Regions from separate parts of the Rattus norvegicus genome. Here region 2 is linked to region 1. Evidence: chromatin contacts called from public Hi-C data. All regions are on one chromosome and are shown on one strand. Each heading gives the region's core, a stretch centred on a gene start, on an enhancer-like site or on the middle of the called end of the contact. The rest is flanking DNA. Distances are from core to core; before and after follow the strand shown. Region 1 holds the start of Dynlrb2 (dynein light chain roadblock-type 2). Region 2 holds the start of Cdyl2 (chromodomain Y-like 2).

Region 1 (6,707 bases), core at 2,672-5,171:
AATTTTTGTCACCTCTCACTTTTATAGATGCCCGGATTAGCAAAGGGATGAGCAGGAACCTTTAAGAGGTTGTCACTGTGACAGATCATAGAGAGAAAGGTAGGCAGAGAAAATGCTATGCTGTCTTCTTTTTTGGGAGGGGAGGGATGGATAGATAGATGCTTGAGTGCAAGTGTGCACGTGTCCCTCCTGTACGTGTGTGTATGTGGAAGTCGGGATGAGTCGTTGGAATCAGTTACCCAGTTATCTCTTTCTGGCACTTGGCCACTGGGGATAAATCTCGGGTCTTCAGGCATGGCAGCAAGCACCTCTACCCACTGATTCCTCTTTGCCGTCTCAGTGTGCAGATGCGAATGGTTCAGACAGTGTGGGTCCGGGACCAGCATCCACATTTCATAGCTGGCAATGTATTGTTCCTTCCCGCCCATTATTTACAAGACTATTCCTGAAATGTTATTAAAATGAATTCTTGTGTCGGAGGGTCCTAGGAAGACTTGGAGTAGGGGGAAATGGGGAAGAGATATGACCAAGATACATTATATACACATCTGAACTTTTCAAATAATAAACTAAAATATTATTAAAATAGATTTTAAGAGGTTTTTTTGTTTTGTTTTGTGTTTTTGTTTTTGGGTTTTTTTTTTTTTCATATGATAAAGGAAACTGTTAATTTAGAATGAAGGTTGGAACTCTCTCTGTACTGTCGCCTTTATAACATTAGGCCCAAACCAAACTACCAATCACATAATTTCTTCAATAAGAGAGCTTTGCTGGCCCTCCCAAAGTGATGTTAATTACCAGAGTATCCCTAACACTAACCCTGACCCTTTCTGAAGAAGATGTTGTGTTTGTGTGTGTGTGTGTGTGTGTGTGTGTGTGTGTGTGTGTCTTAGACAATGTCTCTGTGGCCCCAGCTCTTAAGTGATTGGTATACAGTAGGTAGACAGTGTCTCTGTGGCCCCAGCTCTTAAGTGATTGGTATACAGTAGGTATCCAATAGATGTCTGATGAATAACTGGCACAGGCAAAACATGGTGTTAAGCTCAGAATCTAATGTAAATGTCGTCACTCTTGACACAGTAAATGGATTGTCTCTGTGTGTCAAGCCCAGTCAGCCTGTGGCAAGAGTTACCTTCTGCATTGACCACCATCGTTCCGATGACCCCTTTGTGGCTCTGGATTCTCTTGAGGGTTTCCTCCACTTCTGTCTGCAAGAGATCAGGGCATTAACTAGGAGGGTGTCCATGGTCACATCAACTCTACAGAGAATATCTGGGAACACACCTAGTCACCTATTTCCTTAACTGAGAGATGGGGACAATACGCTTGGGTGTTTAAAGGGTAGGCTTGGAACTTAGATCTCTTATGGGGACTGTGTAAGAAGTCCCAGCTTGCATATAACCTAGATAGACTGCCAGGCTTCAGCCCCGGTGAAGACAGTCTCACGGGGGATCCCTAAAGCTTGCGTGTTCTTATTTGCTAGAAGGGTAGTGTTTATTTGTTTGTTTGTTTGTTTGTTTTTACATTGCCCAGAAAGCTACAGGCCATCTTTCAACAGCCCCCATTTGCATACTTACAAAAAACTTTTCATATGTCATAGCTTTTAAATATTTATAGGTCATCACCGTATCCTCCAAGTGCCCAAAAGCTGCCCTTTCTGAGACACCTTAGTCACTTCTGTTACCCCCATTGGGGGTTCATTCTGGTGACCAAACTTACAAAGGGCATTCTACTGCAGGGTGCTGGGGTCCCCTGGTCGTGTCTTGGCTTCAGCTGGATGTTGGGCTGTGAATGTCTGTGTTTGGGACTCACAGGTGGGCTTTATGCTCACCTTTTGGACCTGACTGTGAATAAAACCACTCTGCTCCCTGTGCTGTCTAATTCCCAACAGCACATTGTGAGTATTTACATTTCTTTTAAAAATCTATTTTATTATTTTGTATGTATGGATGCTTGTCTGCATGTGTTGTGTGAGCACCATGTGCGTGCCTAGGGCCAGCAGAGGCCAGAAGAGGGCGTCAGATCACCTAGACGTGAAGTTACAGACAGTTGTGAGATACCAGGGGGCGCTGGGGATTGAACCTGGGCCCTCTGCAAGAGGACTTAGTGCTGTTAACCAATGATCTCTCTCCCCAGCCTCATAGAGATAGATAGATCGGTCTATCTATCTACCTATCTACCTATCTATCTATCTATCTATCTATCTCTCTATCTCTCTTTCTTTCTTTTTTTTAAGATAGGATTTCACACTCTATAGCTCAGTCTGGTCTTGAACTTGCAGCAATTCTCCTGCCTCAGACTCCTGAGTGCTGGGACTCCAGACAGATGTTACCATGGCCCACTTGGCCTGGAAGTTTTGTGATGAGAATCTATTCTATCATTTTCTTTCCCAACATCTCACAAGTGAACGTTACATTACTTCAGCCGGAGACAGGCTTCCTTTGGCACTCACTGTGGATGTGAGTGAGCACCTTCCTTGTCTTTCCCTTGCTGGATTCGTGACTTTCCTCTCGACGGACACTATTAACACTTAGTTTACTATGTTCTTTAAACTACACCATAGACCAAAGTTTGGAGAAATGCCATCTGCCGAGGAGACCTACCATTGCTACCACAGGATAAAAACTGTTTCCCTGTCACAAACAAGAGGGACTGTAAAAACAGAGGAAGACAGCATATTTTTACATTCCAGTGCCACAAAAGCTCTGAGCCTGAGGTGTCCTCTGGAAAGGAAAATGAGACATTGCCAGTGACCACAATAGTAAGAATCTGATAGTGCCACGGACTTGTTTTGTCCCATACGCAGCCAGGGACAAAACCAAAACCAAATAAAACACCAAAACAAAACCAAACAAAACAAAAAAACACCAAAACAAAACAAAACAAAAAACACCAAAACAAAACAAAACAAAAAACACCAAAAAACCCCCACCAAAAACAAAAACAAAAAACCAAACAACATCAAAATAAAAAAAACAAAAAAAACCCCAAAAAAACCCAACAAAAAAACAAAAAACAAACCACACACACAAACAAAACAAAAACGAAAACCTCCCAACCAACCAACCAACCAAGAAAACCCAAAGCCTAGTAAATGTAGACATTTTTTCTTGGAGTATATCTCTGACATTTGACATTTCTTGCTCTCCTTATGTCTGGCACAGAATATCCATACACTAGCACAGTTCTGATTGTCTTAGGGGAGTGTACAACTCCTCAAAGCCATGGACCCCCTCCTCTCTGCCTCCATTGCTCCTCTCCATTCTCTGCTCCTCACTGACCTTTCCTCTCCTCCAAGGTGGTTCTCTTCTGACTCTCAGACCCCTACTGCACTCCCCCCCCCCCGGGTTCCCAGGACACCCCTGTCCCGCCTCTTCTCTCCTCTCCCCTCCTCTCCTTTCCCTTTCCTTTTTCTTCACTCCTTTCCCTTCATTTCTTTCTCTCCCATTCCCTTCCTTCTCTTCTTTTTCCCTTTACCTTTTTCTCTCCCTCCCCCCTTCCTTTTCTGTGCAGGCGAAGTTATGGTAGCATCTTCCCCCCTTTCTCTCTCCTCCTCCTTTCTCTCTCCATTCCTCACCCCTCCCTCCCGATTTTCTTCTCTTCCCCCTTTGTTTGTTGCTCACCCCCCAACCCCCTTCCCATTTTCTTGTTCTCCCGGTCCCATTCTTTCTCAGCCTATGCTCTTTCTTTCTCCACTGCCTTCATCTCTCTTTGCAAACTTTCCTGGCTCCCGGATTCATCTCAGCACCTCCCGTTTCTCAATAGCGTCCCTTCCAGCTGCCATCCAGTAAATGGTGAGACCCTCCCAGGACAGCTGTGCACATGGGTCTCCCCACTCTGCCCTTCCAGATAAGAACCCGATTTACCATCGCGCCTGTGGGACAGCTCCACTCTCAAGCCTAAGCTGCAGTTTCTGTGGATGTCAACAACGCTTCCCTGTTGCTAGGAAACCAGGCAGGAAGTGGCTTCCTGAAGGCTATGGGCTGCGCCTGCGCAACGGTCATGCTGTTTCTGCAGCCGACTTTTCCGCCCTGCCTGTGGCAGGTTGCTTTGCAGCCTAGCAAAGGGGTTCTAGAAGGCAGGCAAGGGCGTTCCTTCCCGATGCAGCTCAAGGCGATGGGGTCGCGGGAGGATGCGGTCTCTCATGGGTCCAATTTCCCTTCTTTCCTATGTTTTCTGGAGATGTGACCGCCACCTGTCCCTGGAGTCAGGCAAGTGCAGCTAGCCACTCTACCGCCCCCACGTGAGATATAAGATACACACATGGGTGCAAATAATACCATCGTGAGATATAGTACTATCTATGTGGGAAACGATAATACGCTGTGGATTTGGTAGCACTCAGGGAAGGTGCTCATGTCAGAAAACCAGCCGATTTCATTTTATCTCTGAGAATTTGGTACTAGAGCTGAGCCGATCTAGAAAGTGTAGGATGGTGATCTGGAAAGTGTAGGATGGTCTAGTGTCATTTCTGTTGCTGTGATAAACACACCCGAAGAAAGAGCAACTCGGAGGAGAAAGGGTTCAGTTTAGCTCACAATTCCAGGATGCAATCCTTGTGGGAAGTCAAGGCAGGAGCTTGAAGCATTTAGTTAGATCCACACTCTGCAGGTGGAGAGAATGCAAGAAGGGGGAGGGGAGGAAGGAGGAGGGATGGAAGGAGTGAAAGTAAGAAAAAGCAAAAGAGAAAGAGGAAGGGAGGAGGGGGGAAGGGAGGTAAGTCTATGTTTGGCTAGTCTTTTTCTCCAATCCTTATACAATTCAGTACTTAGCTCAGGGAAGGGCCTCCTATATTTAGGCTGGGTCTTCCCACGTCAATGAAAACAGTCAAGATAATCTCCACAGACATTTCCTCAGACTAACCTGATTTGAGGTTCTCTTCCCCTGTTATTCTACATTGTGTCACCTTTACAATTAAAAGTAACAATCACGTAGTAGAAGAAGGAATCTTCTTCTGAGGGGTGTGTGTGTGTGTGTGTGTGTGTGTGTGTGTGTGTGTATATATACATTGTCTCAGCTGATTGACCAGAGTGTTTTGCAATAATAAAAATGTGGGTCTTTACAGATTCTGTGGCTGAATTACATAATCCTGACTTTTTGTCTACCCTGTCCCCACTTCCCTCCTATTTCTGATCAGGGAGATTTCTACTTGAATCCTCACACACCCATCTGTTTTTCATATAAAACGCTGGCCATGCACCTTATCTGTTATGTCAATTAACTTTAATAAAGGGGAGGCGGCTGCAGCATAGCATGGGTTGTGAGTTCCCTCCCTTCTGGAGTCAGGATGTCAGCCTGGTTCAGTAGCTGACAGCTGTGATCGGAGGCAAGCAGGATCCAAGCTGGAGAGGCGCAGGCAGGAGAACCCAACAGCTCAGAAAGAAAGAAGTGGACCAAGTGACTTCCAACCAGCAGTCAAGTCTGACTCCATGCATAGGAAATCAACGGGGAGAACATGCGCCATTTTCTCCTCATTGACCTTTCACTCCCAACGATTCCTCGGAGGTAGCTTGGTTTAATTTTGATGCCTTCTCTTTGGCGTGGGAGTATGATGGATATCCAGGGTGCTGTATGAGCTGCCTTGGAGGAATCCGACACGTTCTCTGTCTTGTCCTAGGTACTGGGAATTCTTTCCACTCTCTCCACTGCCTCCCATCCCTGCCCCTTTCTTTAAACTCACACTAGGTGCTAAATCACCTCAACTCCTCTGACACTGTTAGTGACTAAAACTTGCAAGCACCTGGAAAAACTTACTTTCTTACTTTTTTCTTCTTTCATATTTCACTCTTCCATGCACTTAACTGTCAAAACCAAGAAGCTTTTCTTCTGAGCACGAGGGGTCTCTCTTGTTCTTTGACTGCTTCCCATTTCTGGTTAGTCCAATGGGATATGGGCGATGTCATGACCTTGAATGTCCCCTTGGAATTTTATTGATCATTCTATGTAGTTTTCAGCACTCCGTTGGCAACCATTGAGTTGGGCTACACTATCTTTATCTTGTGTTTCATTTTCCTCGTGAGATTTTTCTAACATTTGTCAACCTAAACGACAGAATTTATAGGACTCTTCTCTAGGGCATCTTAAGCTTTATCTAGTTACAACCCGGTCTTCCCCCCAACAAATTTATTATTCATTTTATGTGTATAGGTGCTTTGCCTCCATGTGTGTCCGTGCACTTGTGTGTGTGTGTGTGTGTGTGTGTGTGTGTGTGTGTGTGTGTACTGACATCAGAGGCCAGAAGATGTCGGATCCCCTGGAACTTGAGTTACAAAGGGTTGTGACCTGCCATGTGGGTGCTGGTGATTGAAGCCAGTGTAACCAGTGCTCTTACTTCTGAGCCACCTATCCAGCCCTCCCAGACAAAATTGTTTGTGGCCTTGTGAGTATAGAAGTAGGTATAGAAATCAAACATTTACTGATAATAAATTATAAAGAAAGTTATTTGAACATAATCCTTTGGCCTCCATATAATCCCACCATTCATTAAAGAGAAAAAGGATTTGCATGTTAATGAATAGGAAGTGCTTGTCTGTCTAGGCCAGTTCAAAGAATCACTAATTTAATACTTACATACTGAGGGATGGTGATAGGAAACTATTAGAAATCTCTGGGATTTTTTTTTGTAATTAAATATTAGTTTCTATAAGAATAGAAAACTTCCTGTACAAACTACCACTGCAACTCTTAGCCTGAAGTTTGAGGGAGGA
Region 2 (6,707 bases), core at 1,414-3,913, 260 kb before region 1:
GCTCACCCCTCCCCCAGTCCTTGGTTCGCACACATCCTGTTAGTCACCAGGTCCTGTTGATCTGGATCAAATGCTTGGTGGAAGTAGGTGGAGCAGCGTTAAACAAAGTTAGCCACTTCTTCCCTGGGTGCATCTGGCAGGTCCTGTTTTATACCTTCATTTTGTCTCTCCAGTCGTCGAGGACCACTGCAACTGGTCGCCCTGCTTCTCAGCTCAGTCAACTGGTTAGAGCTCTCGTGTGTCTTGTAGGTTTTCCTCTTGTTTTCCAACATGCTTTGAGTGAGTAAACTCTCTGTCCTGCTAGGTGGCAAACTTCTTGACTTAGTGTTCGAGACCCTCCATGAACTAACCAGCTTTCACCGTCCAAGGTCACTTTGGAATCTCGTATTTCTCCATTTACAGAACCGCCTGCTGTCTACCTTACCTCCATCCCCAAATGGAAGCCCGGTTCCTTCTCTGTGACTTACCAAGATTCTTGTCCTGATCTCAATAAAATATCCCGAGCATGCTGCCTCTCAGCGAATACCCACGTCCTTAAATCCGGCAAACCAGTCTAAACTAGGGATTATCAAATCTCGTTCTCATCCCCAGGGAGAATTTGATCAGAACCAAGTTTAGGAGATGTCCCTCCTCCCAGCCCCAAGCACTGATCATGTTTTTAAATATGACTTAGCATATTACATCAAACCCAGCTTCTTTCTTGACCTCCCTTTTCAAGTCACATTCTCAGATGATGGGGGCGTGACTCTGTTCACCAATGAACTGAGGCTTGCACAGGTTTGTTTTGCTACCTACAGGCTGAGAGGTACCTGGTTATATTATTTAGAACAGTGGTCATGGGGAAAATACCAATTACGAAGAGGGAATGAACCCAAAGGCTGTGCCAATTCCCACCATTTCTAAACCGAATTGATGTTTCTGTTCCTTTCCCTACTGCCACCATTTTCTCCTCACTGTCTTAATGCTGGATTCTCGCTTGAAACTGGGAACACAGTTTTCTGTTTTGACGTAGCCTGGCAAGCATCGCTTTCTTGGTTCTGGATCACTCTCCACCTGCGACTGTGGTTAAAAGTTTGTGTCAGTCAGATAAGTCCTTATCATTCCCCTCTGCAGGAGGAGAGGCCAGGGGTCGGATTAAGATATAATTTAGCTTTACTGAGTTCCCAGGAAGGACAGGCCATAACACCACAGGTACCTGGATCCTTCACGGTGCTTGTAGACGGCTGGCTACCCATTTAGAAAGGGCAACAGGTAATCTGCCCACCGTACTGCAAACAGCAAATGCTCAAAGGAGGACGTGGTTTATATTCATTATATATTTGGTTTGGAAAAAAAAAAAAAAGACAAGGTGGACAGACATTTGGAGCATGAGTCCCTTCTGTCCCCTTCCAATTTCAGAACACACTCTCCAGGTTCTGAGAGACTCTCCTATTTTAAAAGGAGAAGCCTTTAGGTACAGAGATGACCGACCATACATACAGGATGGTTTTTAAGAAAGAGATAACTTTTTGGAAAGAGGTAACTGTACCTCTATAGCCTAGCAGTAGTGGGAACTCCTGTTGAGACAATGAAGGAGTCCTTCCTCTCGTCCCTAATGCACCTCTCCTGTTCCCTCTGGGATTCAAAGTCCAGTATGGGCAGGGTCTCACTGGTGGCTGCAGACACTTAAGAGTTGGGTAGACTTTGGGAAATGTTTGTTAATTAACTGATTGACTGGATGGCAGAGCAAGAGGGCTGCGGAGGGAAGGCCATGCCTGGCCCTAAACACTTCGCGGGGTTTAGTGGTGACTGCCACTGACTGTCCTGGCTCTCCATGGAACCTGTGGACCGGCCACTTCCTCTCTCCTCTCCTTGAAAACCCATCCTGGAAGCAAAGGCCCCTCAGCTCCGAGGGACCAGTTCTCCTAAGATTGTGCCCAGTGAGGAGAAGAGTGGGGTACCCCTGTAGTAAGAAGCAGGACTGAAGAGGGGCTCCCTTGCCTTAGACCTGCAGGTTGATACCTGCGCCCTGGCCGCCCCTTCGCAGCCCAGGCAGGTCATTCCGGGTGGGCACCTGGCCGGGTACTCTGGGGGCCTTGCGGCTGCGCGCGCGGCCAGGCTCGGGAACGGTACCCGGGCTCGGCCTTCGGTGGCCGCCGCCCCCTCCGCCCCGGGGGCCGGGCCGGGCTCCCGGGAGGCGGGGACTCGCCCAGTGGCAGCAGCGTCCGGGCGGGCGGCGGGCGCGGGGCGGCTTCCTGCAGGCGGCGCCGGGGCGAGCCGAGCGCTACAGTCACGGGCCTCGGGACACGGGGGCCCGGGCGCTCGGGGGGCCGCGTCCGAGGCTCAGGGCGCCCTGTGCAGCCGTCGGTCGCCCCTGCCCGTGCTCGCGTGTCGCCGCGATTGCCGCGGCCGCCGCCGGTTACGCCAGCCCCGCCGCCGCCCGCTCCGATTCTGCGCACAGGCGGCCCCCAAGCCTGTCATTCTGCAAAAACACAGTTTACTCAACACGCCGCACACACTCGCGCGCACACACACTCACACACAGTCACACACAGACACGCGCGCGCGCACGCAAACACACACACCACACACACACTTATACACACGCACGCACACACGCGCTCACGCGCGCGCGCAACCCGGGCCCCCCGCGCGCACACGCACGGGAGCGCGCGAGCGAGCAAGACGCGCACACCCGGCGAGCCAAGTTCCGCAGCCTGGCATGGCTTCTGGGGACCTTTACGAGGTACGGAGAAGCCGGGGCGCGGGCGGCGCCAGGGAACCGGGCCTGGCCGAGCTGGTGCGAGCGTAGTCCTGAGCCCGCGGGTGGCGGCGCCGGGGATTGAAGGGCGGCTGGGGGACTCGAGGGTGGTGGCGGACCCGAGGGTGGCGGCGGGGACCGGAGGGTGGCGGGGGCCGGGCGCGCCTCCCGCCGCCGCCTCCCGCGGCGCCCGCTCCCTCTTTCTCTTTCTCTCGCGCACACACTCTCTTACTCCATCTACTTTGCGGCCTTGGAGAGGGGAAGGAGGAAGCCGGGCGGAGCCGGGGCGGAGGGAGGGAAGGTAGCGGTCCCGGGGAGGTGCTTGCTCAGCCCCGACGAGCCGCCCCGAGTGTGCAAAAAAAGTACAGGTAAAAAAAAAATTAAGGAAAAAGAAAAAAAAAAAGTCGCCGGACGTGCGAGGGAATGCGGGGGGCCCGCGCTGCGGACGGCCCAATTTAGGGGTGTCGAGCCCCCGGGAGTGCGCGGGTGTGGGTTGGGTGAGGAGAAGGTGGGTGATCAAAGCGGAGCCTGGCTCCTGGGGAGGGGAATGGAAAGGACAAGAGTGCTGGGGCACGGGGGAGGGGGTGCTCTGGGGACACCACTCTTGCAGTTCCACAGGGGCCACTGAGTGCCCGCCCCCTCCCCCCACCTGCTGCCTAGAGTCCCCCTTCTCTGGGCTCTGAAGCTCTCTTGGCAGGGGCTTGGGAGGTGTCATGCTTCTTAGGGTGAAAGAGGGGCTGCAGAGGGGCCCCTAGGTGGAAGGAAAGCTTGCCTGAAACTTGTATGTGGGTGGTCAGACTTAGCAGAGGACATGGGTGTGAATCCAGTTCCCAGAACTCCTCTGGCACACTAAGGGGAGGTCATACTTGACTCTCTAAGGTCACACAGGTAGTAGTGGGCACTCGATATTTTGAAACAGGCTCAAAATGTTGAAAGAGGGCGTCCATCTGCCATCTTTTGAACAACAGAGAAATACCTGTGGTCTCTGGGGAGAGAGGGCTTAGCTGGCTTTGGGATCACAACAGTTCTTGTGTGGGATTTGGACTACTGGACAAATAAAAAGCCACTACTGATCCCAGGGGGAGGGTGCCATCCAAGAGGTGTTCTTCTCAAGAGAAGGGTCTGAACAAAGAACCAAAGGGACTGGCCACCTTCTACCAGGAGTCCTGCAGATACTGTAAGAAACCAGTGTCAGGGGCCAGCATGGGCTGTCCATCCCTAGCCTCCAGGATGAAGCTGTCACTACAGCTGGCTGTCATCCTTGAGGTCGTTGTCTAAATTTCCATGCAGTCCAGAAACAGTTGAGTTAACATTTTGGGTAAGAGACCGCAGTAGTAATTCATCCACTGTAAGCTAGTTCCCTGGGCCTTCCTGGACAGGCTGGTAGGCATCTCAACTCCCTGTGTATCCAGAACCTTCTGGATGAATCTGGGCTTGGCGGGCCCCAGTGATGGGTTATAAGCCAGCAGGCTCAGGTGGGACCCATTTTTTTTAAATGATATAAGTTATCCCCTCCTTTACTCTATGCCCTTCCTTCTCCTTGTGCTGATGGAGAAGCCAAGGAGGGAGAGAAAACTCGTGAGAAACCAACAGGATGTAGTAACCGGGCCATCCAGACTCATCCATCTTTTTCCAAGATGGCAGAGCCGTCTCCGAAACCAAAAGTTAAAACATAGTGAAGCGAAAACCTTTGCCTGAGTTCCCCGGAAGTACACAACCAGTCCTAGCAGGACACTGGCAGAAAGTGGATGCAGATTAACAACAAAACCAATCCGCTTGAGGTCAGTTTTCTCACCGATGGCGAGTTGTCTCAGAGCCGCTGACACGGCCCGGGTGATGAGTGGTGGCCTTGTTGAGGACATGATGTGGACCTTGTAGGAGATGTCAGTGCTTCGCCCCCCCCCCCCCATTTAAAGTCTGAAACTTCTGGACCTCCTGGGGATAATTTCTTGTTTAATGTTCATCTGAAACCGCCGTTCTTAACCTTGGTAATTATAGTCACCAGATGAGTCTGTGAAGATGGGAGTCTCCACGCAATGGCCTTGAACTACCTCAGCAACTCAAGAGTGCTTATTGAAGTTCAATAGGCAGGGCAATAATAACAATTACTTCCGTGGTGGTAGGTAATTGTATGAGATATAAAATGGTCTTTCCGTGGCTGATTATTTGCACAGCCATTACCAGAAGGGCTAAATTGTATTATGAGAACATAACCAGTGTCAACATTGTCACAGCCCGAGCCTCCATTACGTAACATACACCGGTGGACTTAATTGGTTGTTCAAGTTTAGCTCAAAAAACAAGAAGTGCCAGGGGTGCCTCCGTCCATGTCATTTCTAACTGTAAAATTGCCATGTGCATTAAAAACAGCCTATTGATTAAAAAAAAATAGATCTGGGCATAGTCAGCGCAGTTACTAACCGTAAAAGGAATAAAAAAGATATCTCTTTCTAGAGGATGGTATTCCCTTAATTCAATATTATACCTGGGTGTGCATAGAACGGCTCATCATAACCTTTAGCCAATAAGCCGTATCCGAGTGGGCATGGAGTGATAATCTCTGTAACGTGTATCCCACCTGGGTGCCTGGTGACATTGCCTTCGACGTTTTATGATGAGGATGGTGTTTGGGTGGCAGAGATTCACCGCCCCTTTGGTGATTTTAGACACCTGCTATAAAAAGCAATCATCCCCCAAAGGGCTCTGTTAAGAAGCTGGGTGCCCAACTTTAAAGACACCAGAAAATGAGCTTTTTTACATGACAATGCTCCTTAGTCTTGGTGAGGAGACCCGGGTCCAGAGGAAGTTCTGAAATTTGGATTTGATGGTCACCCGGTTCTATTTCCCTGACAGCAGAGCCCTCTCCCTCTCTGATGCGTTCTAGTTATCATGTATACGAGGGTGATTTTGAATATTGATCTATGGTTTACACCAGTGGTTCCCAACCTTCCCAATGCCACAACCCTTTAATACATTTTCACATGGTGGCACCAACCATAAAATTGTTTTTGTGGCTACTTCATAACTGTAATTTTGCCACTGTTATGAATCAGATATTTATCTGATATGCAGGATATCTGATATGCAGTCCTTGTGAAAGGGCCATTTGACCCTCAAAGTTGAAAACTGCAGGTTAAGAACTATTTTCTTAAGCCAGATATGGCTGGATATAAAATGTAAAAGTCCCTTCACCCCCAGATGTGCTAGAAAACTTATGGGCCATCAGGTCCGTTATACAGTTCTAGGCCGCAAGGGCATGTGTAGACGTGTGTGTGTGTGTGTGTGTGTGTTCCTTGCTTCCTTGTTATGTATGAAAGCAATGTGGAGAAGGATCTTTCCACAATGATCCTTATAGATGTTTACACAATGAATCTGAATCCAGAAGGTCTTAGAGTTTGCCACCCCTGGAGTTCAGTCAGCCATTTGCCAAGATGGTTGGGTGTCAAGAACACATCATCTGTGACACAGTACAAGGAAACCAATTATCTTTTCCCTGCTCTATAACTCCTCACATGTTCACTAACTCATGGCTCTTACCGCTGAACCGAAGACCCAGTCCAGGAGACAGAGCTGGGAGTTACACAGTTTTCGTCCCCAGCTCGTGGTCTCCTGGTGGTAGTAATATCATGCCCTGATTTTGTGTCTGTTGCTGAGATTAATCTACTGGCCAAATCTACTTTCACGAACAGAGACAGTTCCACATTTCACAATCCATCACTGAGAGAAGCCAGCGTAGGATCTCAAAGCAGGAACCTCAAGGCAGGAACTGAAGCAGAGACATGGCGGAATGCTTCCTACAGCTTGATCAGCATCAACCCTTCTTCCTTCTTTAGTGCAGTTACTGACCGCAAAAGAAATAATAAAAGACACCTTAGTCTGCGTTGTAGTATTTCCTTAATTAAATATTATATTTGAGTACACATAAAATAGCTTATTATAGCTTTGAACCAATAAACCATATTTTACG

What was found. Hi-C and Micro-C count contacts between places; a contact is called where the count stands out from the background.
Region 2: a contact with region 1 is called in a Hi-C map of hepatocytes, with 1.8 times the contacts expected there. The contact joins the promoter of Cdyl2 here to the promoter of Dynlrb2 in region 1. A contact is called at or near these places in 4 of 12 Hi-C or Micro-C datasets (the Rat2 cell line, hepatocytes, kidney and 1 more).

The regions. Positions count from the first base shown.
Region 1 is chr19:61,426,294-61,433,000 of GRCr8, reverse strand. Dynlrb2 (dynein light chain roadblock-type 2) reads right to left here and starts at 3,921. Exons shown (of 4, transcript NM_001108451.1): 1 at 3,867-3,921; 2 at 1,133-1,208. The coding sequence starts at 3,869.
Region 2 is chr19:61,687,702-61,694,408 of GRCr8, reverse strand. It overlaps Cdyl2 (chromodomain Y-like 2), which reads left to right and starts at 2,663. Exons shown (of 7, transcript NM_001106189.2): 1 at 2,663-2,725. The coding sequence starts at 2,702.